Linked DNA regions of Sus scrofa: region 1 is linked to region 2. A link is a contact called in public HiChIP or PLAC-seq data. All regions are on one chromosome and are shown on one strand. The core of a region is the stretch at or near the end of the contact, and the rest is flanking DNA. Distances in the headings are between cores, read along the strand shown. Region 1 overlaps PELI1 (E3 ubiquitin-protein ligase pellino homolog 1). Region 2 has its middle 99 kb from the start of PELI1.

What was found. HiChIP or PLAC-seq counts read pairs in DNA pulled down with a chosen protein or histone mark.
Region 1: a contact with region 2 is called in an H3K27ac HiChIP or PLAC-seq map of alveolar macrophages. The contact joins two enhancer-like sites. A contact is called at or near these places in 2 of 47 Hi-C or Micro-C datasets (embryonic fibroblasts and epiblast stem cells) and 1 of 2 datasets of contacts at active chromatin or transcription factors (alveolar macrophages).

What each region holds. Positions count from the first base shown.
Region 1 is chr3:77,773,386-77,778,878 of Sscrofa11.1, forward strand. All of the region lies in intron 1 of PELI1 (E3 ubiquitin-protein ligase pellino homolog 1), which reads left to right. Among named protein-coding and RNA genes, the nearest start is that of PELI1, 36 kb to the left of the region's middle. Within about 2 kb of position 1,351, at least 9 of the 83 cell types and tissues checked have an H3K27ac peak or open chromatin away from gene starts, as enhancers often do. A contact at or near this core is called in alveolar macrophages, where this site is marked.
Region 2 is chr3:77,638,665-77,644,002 of Sscrofa11.1, forward strand. No RefSeq gene overlaps it. Among named protein-coding and RNA genes, the nearest start is that of PELI1, 99 kb to the right of the region's middle. Within about 2 kb of position 1,572, at least 4 of the 83 cell types and tissues checked have an H3K27ac peak or open chromatin away from gene starts, as enhancers often do. A contact at or near this core is called in alveolar macrophages, where this site is marked.

The sequences.
Region 1 (5,493 bases), core at 101-2,600, 130 kb after region 2:
GCTACGATGGGAACTCCTTTTACCTTTTTTAAATGCATGTATTTCGATCAGTGTTTTAATTAAAAATAAGAACTAGAGAAAACCCTAATTTCTGGGAATATCTGTCGAAACTAATTATTGCACAATACTTTCTGTGGAATGTGGACTCTGTATTACATTTTTTAATTTCATAGGTTGGTATACATTTAAAGTAGTTGGGGAAGATCCATTAATTTTTTTCAAGTTTAAATTTTATGCAAGGGACTCTTAAACCAAGCTTTAAAATTCATTGAATTACCACGAAAATTTAAATGATTAGTTAATATTATAGAAGTTTATTCCCATATTAGGGCAATAGCATTTATATAAACTCTCACTCAATACTTATAGTCAGAAAAGAGTTGGGGAATTTTCTTGTTTGTTGTTTAGTTTTCTACTGTAGTTCTTTCCTCCCCCTCCCCCGCTGTGTCCTTTTAATTTTAAACTCAATTTGTTTCAGCAGTTCCAGAGTGCTAGCTAGAGTTTGAGTTGTAGTCTTGATTTTTCTTCTCTATTAAACAATGAATATAATAGTTCCTACCTCCTAAAGTTGTTCTGGGGATTAAATCAGCTGATACGTGTTAAGTGTTTGACGCAGAGACTTAACCCAGGAAGTGTTGGACACCATGAGAAAAGGGGTAGCACAAGCATGAGTTGCCTGCCATTGTTGCATGCTGACTTCAGAAAATTATAGAATTTCCCTTGAATGTACTTTTATCAGATGTTTTATGTTCCAAATAACTATCTAATCCTGCCAAATTGGCTGCTTTCTGCAAAATTTTCTTTTGGAACTTGAGTGGTTAAACTTAGGGGAATTTCTGGTCTTGTTTTCTGAGAAGCGTATTATCATTTTAAGAACTTTGGTGATCTAAATGGGTTGAATATAAGCTAAGCTCGGGCAGAGATAATAAAAAATATTTGAATCCTTAGTTGTATCTTTTAAAATACATTTTCTAAATGTGGGAAATTAAGTGATCATTTTGGTGTAGGGTGGCAAGATTGTATTTAGACCTCCTTGCCTAGGCAGGAATACTGCCCTGAAGTTTTCTCTTGTCTGTCACTTTTCTGAGAATGCATGCAAGCCTTCTGTCCCTAGACTGTCTGTACTCATTTCTAATAATACATGTTGGGGTTTTTTTTGTTTTGTTTTGTTTTTTATTTCCTTTTCCTTCCTGATGGTGCTAGAAATCTGTCTTGGTGTAATTTCCTGCATTTCCCCTTGATTTCCTTTCTCCTCTTCCATTTTTAAAGTAAGTGTGCAAAGTCTACTTCATTTACTGATGTTTTTATCGTTGGTCACTACCAGGAAACAGGGTTGACAAATACAGTGAGCACTGAGGAAGTGACAAAGGTTCAAATAATCTCAAAAAGCCCTAGTCATGTTTGCATAGCTGTTACTAGTCTGTGTAGTGTAACTTGTCTAGAGTTTATTTTGCTTTTGAGCCCCTCTCCTGAATAGTCCCATAATAGGGTCTCTTATTTAGGAATCAGCCCCACCCAATCTTGTCTGGGGTGTGATTAGTAGTATCAGAAAAGCTGGCTACTTCTAGGAGCATCAGTTTTCCCATTTATAATATGGGAATAAATGATTGTACTTTTATAGTTGTGATTGAGATTAAATGAGTTAATATACATTTAACTAACATATGGGTTTCAATTCTAGCTCTGCCAAATACTATCTTTTTGGTCTTGAACCAGTCATTGGCCTTTCTGACTGACAACCTCTGTTATCTGGAAAATGGAGTTAATAAGACTTTACTATCTAATTCACAAGGCTATTGTGAGGGTTAAATAAAATAATCTTAGGTGAAAGCACTTCACTGATTAATGTTCTGTGCAAGTACAGGAGAGACCTTAATCCCAGGCTGATTCAAATTGATACCCCTTTGGATTTAAAAGTAGTGCTCCATGCTTTCCAAAGCCTGATTTTGGTTTTTCTAGGTATGGGTCCCCCTAGGTCAAAAAGATATTTCCTTATCTGGCCTCCACACATTAGCCTTTCTCTAAATGTCAGGCTACCCAGCACTGTCTGGCCTTACAGTTACTTCTTTGGCCACCCCAATTCCAGCCCCTTTCCTCCATCACTTGAGAGAGGTTGCTGCAATGTTAAAATAATTCAAGTGCAAAAAATATTAATAATTACCATCAATGTAAAATGATAGTTCTCCCATTTTCATTCCCAGCCACTCTTATCAAATCCAATAAAATACTAAAACTAGCTACCTTGCCTTCCCTTATCATAAGGCTTGGTAGTAACCTTTTAAGACATCAGTATGATTATGGTGGTAAGGAAATGTTTATTAAATACCTTACTGTATGTACCAAGCATTATACCAAAAATAGGGGAAATTCCTGAACTAAAAAAATGGTCATCCTCAATTTGAGATTAGAGCAGAGGTTCTTAGGGTGAAGGGTGGGGAGGAAGTTGGGGGTAGGGGTGGGAAGGTGAGACATTTTTCAACATGGGATGCTATGGCATCTATGGTGTATAAAGGCCAGGGATGCTGCTGAACTTACAGTGTCCAGATGGCCACCCCATCCCTGTCAAAATGTCAGTAGTGCCAGTGTTGAGAAACCCTAGTTTAAAGGAACAAATACTGTCTTTGGGAAAGATGTTAATTGCATTCTCGTCAGGATGAAAATATGTTATGTAGCTGATATAGTATCAGCATGTCATTTGGCCACCCTAAAGGGGGAGGTTGGGAGTTTGTCTGGTGGGGCTGTGTGTGCCCTCTCTCTGGAGAAGGGGAACATGGTCTTCACTTCCTTCAGCTCTACTAAGAAGCCAGAAGATACCTGCAGAGAGTAAAGTAGTCGCCTCATACTCTAATAGATGACACCATTATTTCTCCTATCCCTTTTTGCCTTTTATGGAGAAAATACTGCTTATTAAACCTGCTGATGGTGAAAGAAGGAAGAAGGTGATTAATTTTTCACTCTTATCAAGAAACTGCTATAAATTTACCTCCCTCCAGTCATCAGCTAAATTGATTTCATAAAAGAGCTCACACAAATATACCAAAACAGTTCCTTCTATTTGTCACACTTTTGAAATCAACCACAAGGGAGCTCTAGCATAGATGGAAATCTGTTTCATCAGAGATAATATATGCAATCCACATTATATTTTTCACCATAAAGAAGCATTATAACGTTTTCATGTTTTAAAACATTTTCCTTTTTTTTAATCACCTCTTGTGCCTACTCACTTGCCAACCAAAATAGAAGTGTTCAAAAGATTATGTAAACATCTTCTTAAGATCTGTTTTGTCCCTTGCTTAGTGTTTGTTTTGCTTCTTTTTATTTTTCAGGACAGGAATTTTGTACTTGTGTCTAGTAGGTAGTAAGCAAAAGGCTGTGTGCAATGTAAGTAATAGGGGGAAAATGTTATGTTGAGGGAGCAATTTGAACAAAGATGGATTTCCCAGTTTTCCTTGTTAAGGTAAAACTGACAATTACATAGTATAGAGAGTTACATGTTATAGAAAGTTCTTTTTCTTTGTGAAGACTTGATAAGAAAAGTTGTATTTCACTGGCCTTTAAAGAACAGATGATTAGAATGTTGTATCAAATTAATGAAACTATTTCTAAGAAATATGTATGTTATGGCTAATTTTTCAGGTTTTCCTAGCCCCCAAACACACAAAAAAAACCACGCACTCCACAATACATTTCTTTTAAAAAATCATCTAATTTGAGAAGATCTCTGCTGGTGAGAACAGCATGTATAATTTTCAAGGATCAAGCAGCACTTCAGAGTAATAGATATTATAGAAAACAGACTTGTCGTCTTACTGAGATTTTCTCTCTCATTTTTTCCAATCTCATGTAATGCTAATGGTGCTATTTCATGTTTTTTGTGCTAGATCACATTGGGATAAGACTGAATATATGGGGTCAGACCAACTAATTTAATTGATTTTCAACAGATGGGGCCAGTAATTGAGGCATTAGAATATACTTTATGTATATACCCATTTCATGTTCTCAGGAGCATGACTTCAGAAATTGATTTTGAAGACAAATCTGTGTCTTACTCAGATTTTAAAATACAGAGGACATATAAAGAAAGTGTAAGATTCCTATTTAGCTGCTGGGCTTTGTTTAAGATTTTAAACCATTGAGAAGATCTTGAATCTTTCTTCAGAATACATAAAGATTTCTAACAGTTACCTGTCAGCATGTATTAGAATTACAATGAAAGGGAACCTTTCCAGAGAAATAGCTATCATGGCACATTTTATTCATAGTTTAAGAATGTCAGTTACATATTGATTAATTATATGCCATTTCAGTGTAAGAAAACTGTTTATCTTTGGTCATATATAACTAGTGTATACATAACTAATAGGACTAAAGTATAATAGATTTTACATTATTAGATACAGAAATAAAAGCCAAGTTTAAGTGTGTTCCTGTGATTGAAATTTTGATATCACTGATAAAATATCCCAAATCAGGCCTTCGAAGGGACCTAACCAGAGTAAGAATAATTGGGAATATGTTTTTTTTCTTGGCTAATTTGGTCAAGGGCTCTAGAAAGTATAGAATGGTGAGTAAACCCCAGAGTTACTCTTAATTCCCTGTTAAAGTTAAAAATTGTTCCATTTGCTTCTGGAGGCAGTAGGACTAAATCTATAGTGCTGTAATGTAGCGCACATTATTGTAAATTCTTTTGTTAGGACCAGATGATCTCTTATATATTTCCACCTCCAGAGTTCTCTTTATTTACTTTAGTCCCTTCATTTTTAGAGATGAGGAGCCAGATTGTCTTTGTTCAAAGAGAGTTAGAACTAGAACATAGGCTAATACTTGCTAGCCATGTTATCTATAAACTAGAGTCAGCCAGATAATCACTTAGTTTCCGATTTTTGCCGTATCTGTGTACTTACTAGTACTATTGAAACTGACTTCAAGTTTTTTTTTTTTTTTTTTTGTTTTTGTCTTTTTGCTATTTCTTGGGCCGCTCCCACGGCATATGGAGATTCCCAGGCTAGGGGTCGAATCGGAGCTGTAGCCACTGGCCTACGCCACAGCCACAGCAACGCGGGATCTGAGCCGCGTCTGCAACCTACACCACAGCTCATGGCAACGCCGGATCGTTAACCCACTGAGCAAGGGCAGGGACCGAACCCACAACCTCATGGTTCCTAGTCGGATTCGTTAACCACTGCGCCACGACGGGAACTCCTGACTTCTTTAAGTTTTTTAGAGGAAATATTTTGCTGCTATAAATGGAAAACCACCACTTCCTAAAAATAGAAAGTTTAAAAAGGAATCCAAGTGGAGACAATGTTTTAAAACTTAATTTAAATTTTAAAAGTAATTAATTCTAGTTATTAAAATTTTAATTCTTGCTGTTCTTAGTCACAAATGTGTCAAAGCAATGTATTCATATTTGATGGCAGTACCTTAATTGTCTAAGAAGAACACAATTAAAGCCTCTAATGAAGCTTCATCTTAGCTTTTTAAAAT
Region 2 (5,338 bases), core at 322-2,821:
AATATATCTATGTATACTGAAGGATGATGGCTCATGAAAGGAAGTGTGAATTTGTGTAGTACTTTATATAATGTGGTTCTAAACTCTGAATAAAGAATCCCATTCCATATAGAGAAGTTTTCATGCTTCCTATTAACAACTTGTGTTTAGAATAAATACATATTATGAATAGAACCACCTCTAGTAAGCAATTAATAAACATTCTTGGGTTATATATTGACATAAATATATTTTTAAACCTTAAGAGGAGACAAAGTATTAACAAGGTCAAGGTTACCCCATTTCCTCTTGATAACCTTGGTGGGCATCCTTTCAGCTGCCTTTTTAACACTTTCTAGCATCATCTCTATAACTTGCCTATGTGATTTTTCAGGTAGCAGCTGTGTGATCAAGTAGTTGTATGCATGTGCATGTGCACATGTGCACACACACGCAATGCTTCTAGGAACAAAAGCTGGCCCATAACATTAGCTCAAGTCAATAGAAAATAAAATGCTTTTCTTTCTTCCTTTTTTTTTTTTTTAAAGCTTAGTGCAGGCACCCTTCTTAGGGGCATGCTGTCAGTCCAGGCTTTTGTCCTGGCTGGCTCCTGATTTTTTAATGCAAGCTGAAAGTGCCACTCCTACAAACACACTCCTTGGAGCCCACTTTGGCTTGCTGCCACCTGCCCTTGCAGGATTAAGAAGCATGGATCCATTGCTATTATAGAGTCTGAAGCAGAGCCAAGAAGAAATCTCAAAGGACCCTCTCTCTAGACATATTCGAGTAGAATAAAAATGAGATACAAATGATGGCACGGTGCCTCTGGCACTCTGGGGGCAAAGTGGGGGCTGTGTTGTAGGTTAGGAGGATATTCCGGTTCTTGGGAGAAAAATTAAATTAAAACATGTTGTTGTTTTATGTATTTATTTATTTTTGGCCACACCCAAGGCATGCAGAATATCCCAGGCCAGGGATTGAACCCACACCACTGCAGTAACAGAGCCACAGGAGTGACACGGATCTTTAACCCACTGAGCCACAAGGGAACTCCCAAACATGTTATTCTTTAGCTATGAATTTCCTTCAGACCTCTTATCAACAGGGTGGATCTTTTTGTTGTTTATCCTCAGAGAGCAAATTGGAATTCCTTAAAGCAAACATACACATTCAGGGTTGTGCCGGGCAGAGTTGAGACGTGTCTCCATGACTTTTTATTTTCCCAGAATCCCCATCCTGCTAATAGTTAACAGAGAAAGCAATCGAAAGCACTCATTTATGCTAAAGTGTTAGACTTGATGTGCTACTTCTCCCAGAGGTACCTACACTCCAGAGATAGCTGCTTTCCAGAAGCTTGTGCAGAGCAAACAATATTTAACCTAAAAGAGTATACAGAACTAATGTTAGAAGTTCAGTGCTTTTAAATCACCCTTTCCAGAAAACCATCTATTAATGCAAGAGTGGATCTAAATATATCTGTCTGATGCGGTGACAGGGGGGAAAAAAAGAGGAATGTCATACATAACAAACCTAGAAGGATAAGTCATGACTTCCGCTATTTTTCCTTCCTGCTTCCCTTACCAATCATTTTAGCCCTCATAATGGTTCCAGCACCTTCACACCTCCAATGCCTCTGCCTTCATGACTAAACCAGTTCTGAAGACTCAGCAAAGCATGTCACATGTTTTATTAGTAAAGATAAAGTCAGTGCTGAGTTCAGTGCAAAATGAAATTAGGGGTCACAACCAATGCCACGGAGTAGAACAAAATGGGAAAAAGTTCAGAGGAGAAATGTCAGACCACATAAGAGCTACACAAGTAGCCTGCAAAGCTGTGGGAATCACTAATGTTTTTATGCGAAAGAAGGATATTTAAGCTAATGATGCTTGATTGTTTTTCCCTTTTATTCTAAGAGTAGGAAGTGAAAAAAAAAATCCACTTGATTGTATCAGGATCAGAGAATGTACCAGGTATTTGCTGACCAACAGCCTCTCTGTGCCTCTATCATCCCTTCAACCCCCATGCATTATTGTCATTTATTATGCTTTGGATCCAGCACAAGCAATTATACCTCAGTGTGGTGCCAGGGACGGGAGGAGTGGTCCACCCAGGGGCAGGCCACCCAAGGGTCCCTGGCCTGGAAAAGACCTAAAAACTAATAAAACCAGCTAGAAATCCAGTCTGCTTCCTATTATCACCATGGCAAGCAATTCTAAACAATGCCGGTAAAAAAATGCTCACCGCTCACCAGAAAAAAAAAAAAAATGCTGCAATTGCTGTTGAGTTTTAACAGTATAAATGTAAGCTGCAGTTTAACACATTTTCTATTGCTTCTTCTTTAGTAAACATATTCTGTGTTAAAGTTGATTCAGAGAATTAACTCTGCATTTATTTTGAGAGTAACTGCATAAGAAAGCTTGTTTTGAGCATACGTGATCAGCCTCTTTGGTCCTTCAGATTCCTTCAAATTCAATTCAAACAATTGATTCAAAATCAACAGTCATAGCACAATGATGGTAGAGACAAACAGAACTTGAGTTACTTCAATTCTGTCATTCTGTGTGACCACATGGAGTTTTTATTGTGTTTAAAGTTTCTGGCATTTATTGTCAAATGGGATTTTTATGCATCTCTGCCAAATGTATCCTTATGTTGAAAACTCTTCCTATTTATTTAAACTGTTACTTCAGGTGAAAGAGAGCTTCTGAAATTAAAATTAATGAAAAATGTTCTTTGATCAAAGATGGATCAACACATCATGAATATGGGAAGAAAAAGGAGTTTGACAAAGTCATTGACAAATGTGCAGAAGTTAATTGCAAAAACAGAAACTATAGCAATTGCTATTCATTACTATTAAAGATCAATAGGTAAGTCTAAGTTTTCATCTTTTTCTTCAAAAATACATTCATGAAATTGAAAGTATTATTCCATAACTCTTTTTCCTTTTTTTTAGATTATGACCTTTATTTTTATTTATTTATTTATTTATTTATTTAGTCTTTTTGCTATTTCTTTGGGCCGCTCCCGAGGCATGTGGAGGTTCCCAGGCTAGGGGTCAAATCGGAGCTGTAACCACCAGCCTACGCCAGAGCCACAGCAACATGGGATCTGAGCCACGTCTGCAACCTACACCACAGCTCATGGCAACGCCAGATCGTTAACCCACTGAGCAAGGGCTGGGATTGAACCCGCAACCTCATGGTTCCTAGTCGGATTCGTTAACCACTGCGCCACGACGGGAACTCCTTATTTTTATTTTTTTATTGATGTAATGCATAGGTTCATAAGAGAAATTTTCTGGCTGTGATTATTGGTTTCATTGTGTGATTTTACTAAAATTAATTTTGTTATATAGGAAGGAGGTATTAGAAATGATCTGCTCTGGATGTCAGATATTAGCCCTAGCACCCTAACCAGTCACCTATTCTGTTTGGGGGCTCCCTGACTCTCCTGCTCCCACACAGCCTCATCCCCACCCCCACTCCATTCCTTCACCCACCACTGCAAACAGGACCTGTTATTCAGGTGCTGGAGAAAGGCAGTTAAGATGTACTTAAGATAATTCACTCCTCCTCCCAGGTTCTTCCAGCTTTCCCCTTTTTCTTGTAGAGAAAGAAGTTAGGTTACAAAATTGGTAGGGTAAAACTCAAACCTCCATCCTCTTTTCCCATTTGTTGAGAGCAGAAATGAGCAGAAGCCTGAGCCTACAGGACACGCCTACCATCTGAGTAATGCTGGGGAGAGGGGTAGGAGACACGAGGATTCAGCTAGCACAGGCTTTGCTTGGACCCTCAGACCCCTGCATCTAAAGCCAGGAGCACTCAGTGGCTTTCCTCTCTGGAGGACAGTCTGATGACTCAAGTCTTGGCACCATCCAGGGGCCCTTGGTCTGGAGATGCAGTATTAATCAACACTGCCTGGAGCCCGCATCCCTCCTACCCTCCATACTCAGGCTCCCAGCATCACCTTAATGCTAGAGAGAGAAGGAAGTTTCCTTTTTCTTTTTTTTTTCTCTTTTTTCTTTTCTTTCTTTTTCTTTTTTTTTTTTTTTTTTTTGCCTTTTCTAGGGCCGCTCTTGCGGCATATGGAGATTCCCAGGCTAGGGGTCCAATATGAGTTGTAGCCACTGGCCTATGCCAGAGCCACAGCAACGCAGGATCCGAGCCGCGTCTGCAACCTACACCATAGCTCATGGCAACACTGGATCCCCATCCCACTGAGCAAGGCCAGGGATTGAACTCACAACCTCGTGATTCCTAATCGGATTCGTTAGCCACTGCACCACAACGGGAACTCCAGAAGTTTCCACTTCAATCCACGTACCTCTTCCCAGTCCACCCCAACTCTGATCAGCCTGATGTCCCTAACTCTGAATAATCAACACAAGAAGGAAGCTATTTCCCATCAAAATTTAGCACAGGATTATCATCACTTTTCAGTTCTCAAAAGGTTCCTGAATCATCCGATAGTGATTCATTATGTCATTAAGTGTCACATTTCCTTCATGTTGGTGACAGGGAAAAGTTATGATACTTATTTTTCATTTTTACTTACAAAATATAATGAATTCCACTGATGACCTATTTCTGAAATCCACCAATCAAAGGGAATCATAAAGTTCACCATAGTAACAGCTCAGTGTCAGCCCCCACGTGAGAACCACACAGCTTAGGAGGCCCCGGCCAATAGTAGGGCAGAGCAATGTTACCATCTCATAGCAACCAAGAGATCTGCATGGCAACATCAGTTGCTATATAAAAGAAAAATTAGAAACAATATTCTGCTAGGGAGAAATAAAGGTATTAACTGTTAAGTCATACTTGAGTCATGGTTGTGAGGACTCATCTTAAAATATCCATCTAAATATAGCTCAGATAATACCTGTCAGATCCAAGAGTCCACATGACTCTGCATAGGAACTCTTTACCCACCACCACCTGGAACCATATGACTCTGCATAGAACAGATTGCTTCTGCATAGGAAGGGAGAGTCTTTGAATACTAGGAACTGTAAGGCATATCAGGAGGCTAAATTATGCATGAATCATCACATTTAATCCCATGAGCTAGGCAGGGCAGATATCATTATTATCTATCACTAAATTCTCCATCTTCCCCCCACCCCAACCCCAAATTGCTTCCGCTTCAAGCTTTCCCATCTTCATTAATAGCAATACAATTCTTTTAAGTATTCAGACTGAAAACCTCAGAGGCCTCCTTCTTGACTATTTTCTTTCTCTCATGCTCAGTCAAATCCATCAGCAGACCCTCTCCTTTCTTTCAAGATATGTCTAGAATCCAGCACCTCCATGAGGCCAAACCACTGTTCTCTCTCACCTGAACCTCCTAACCTGTG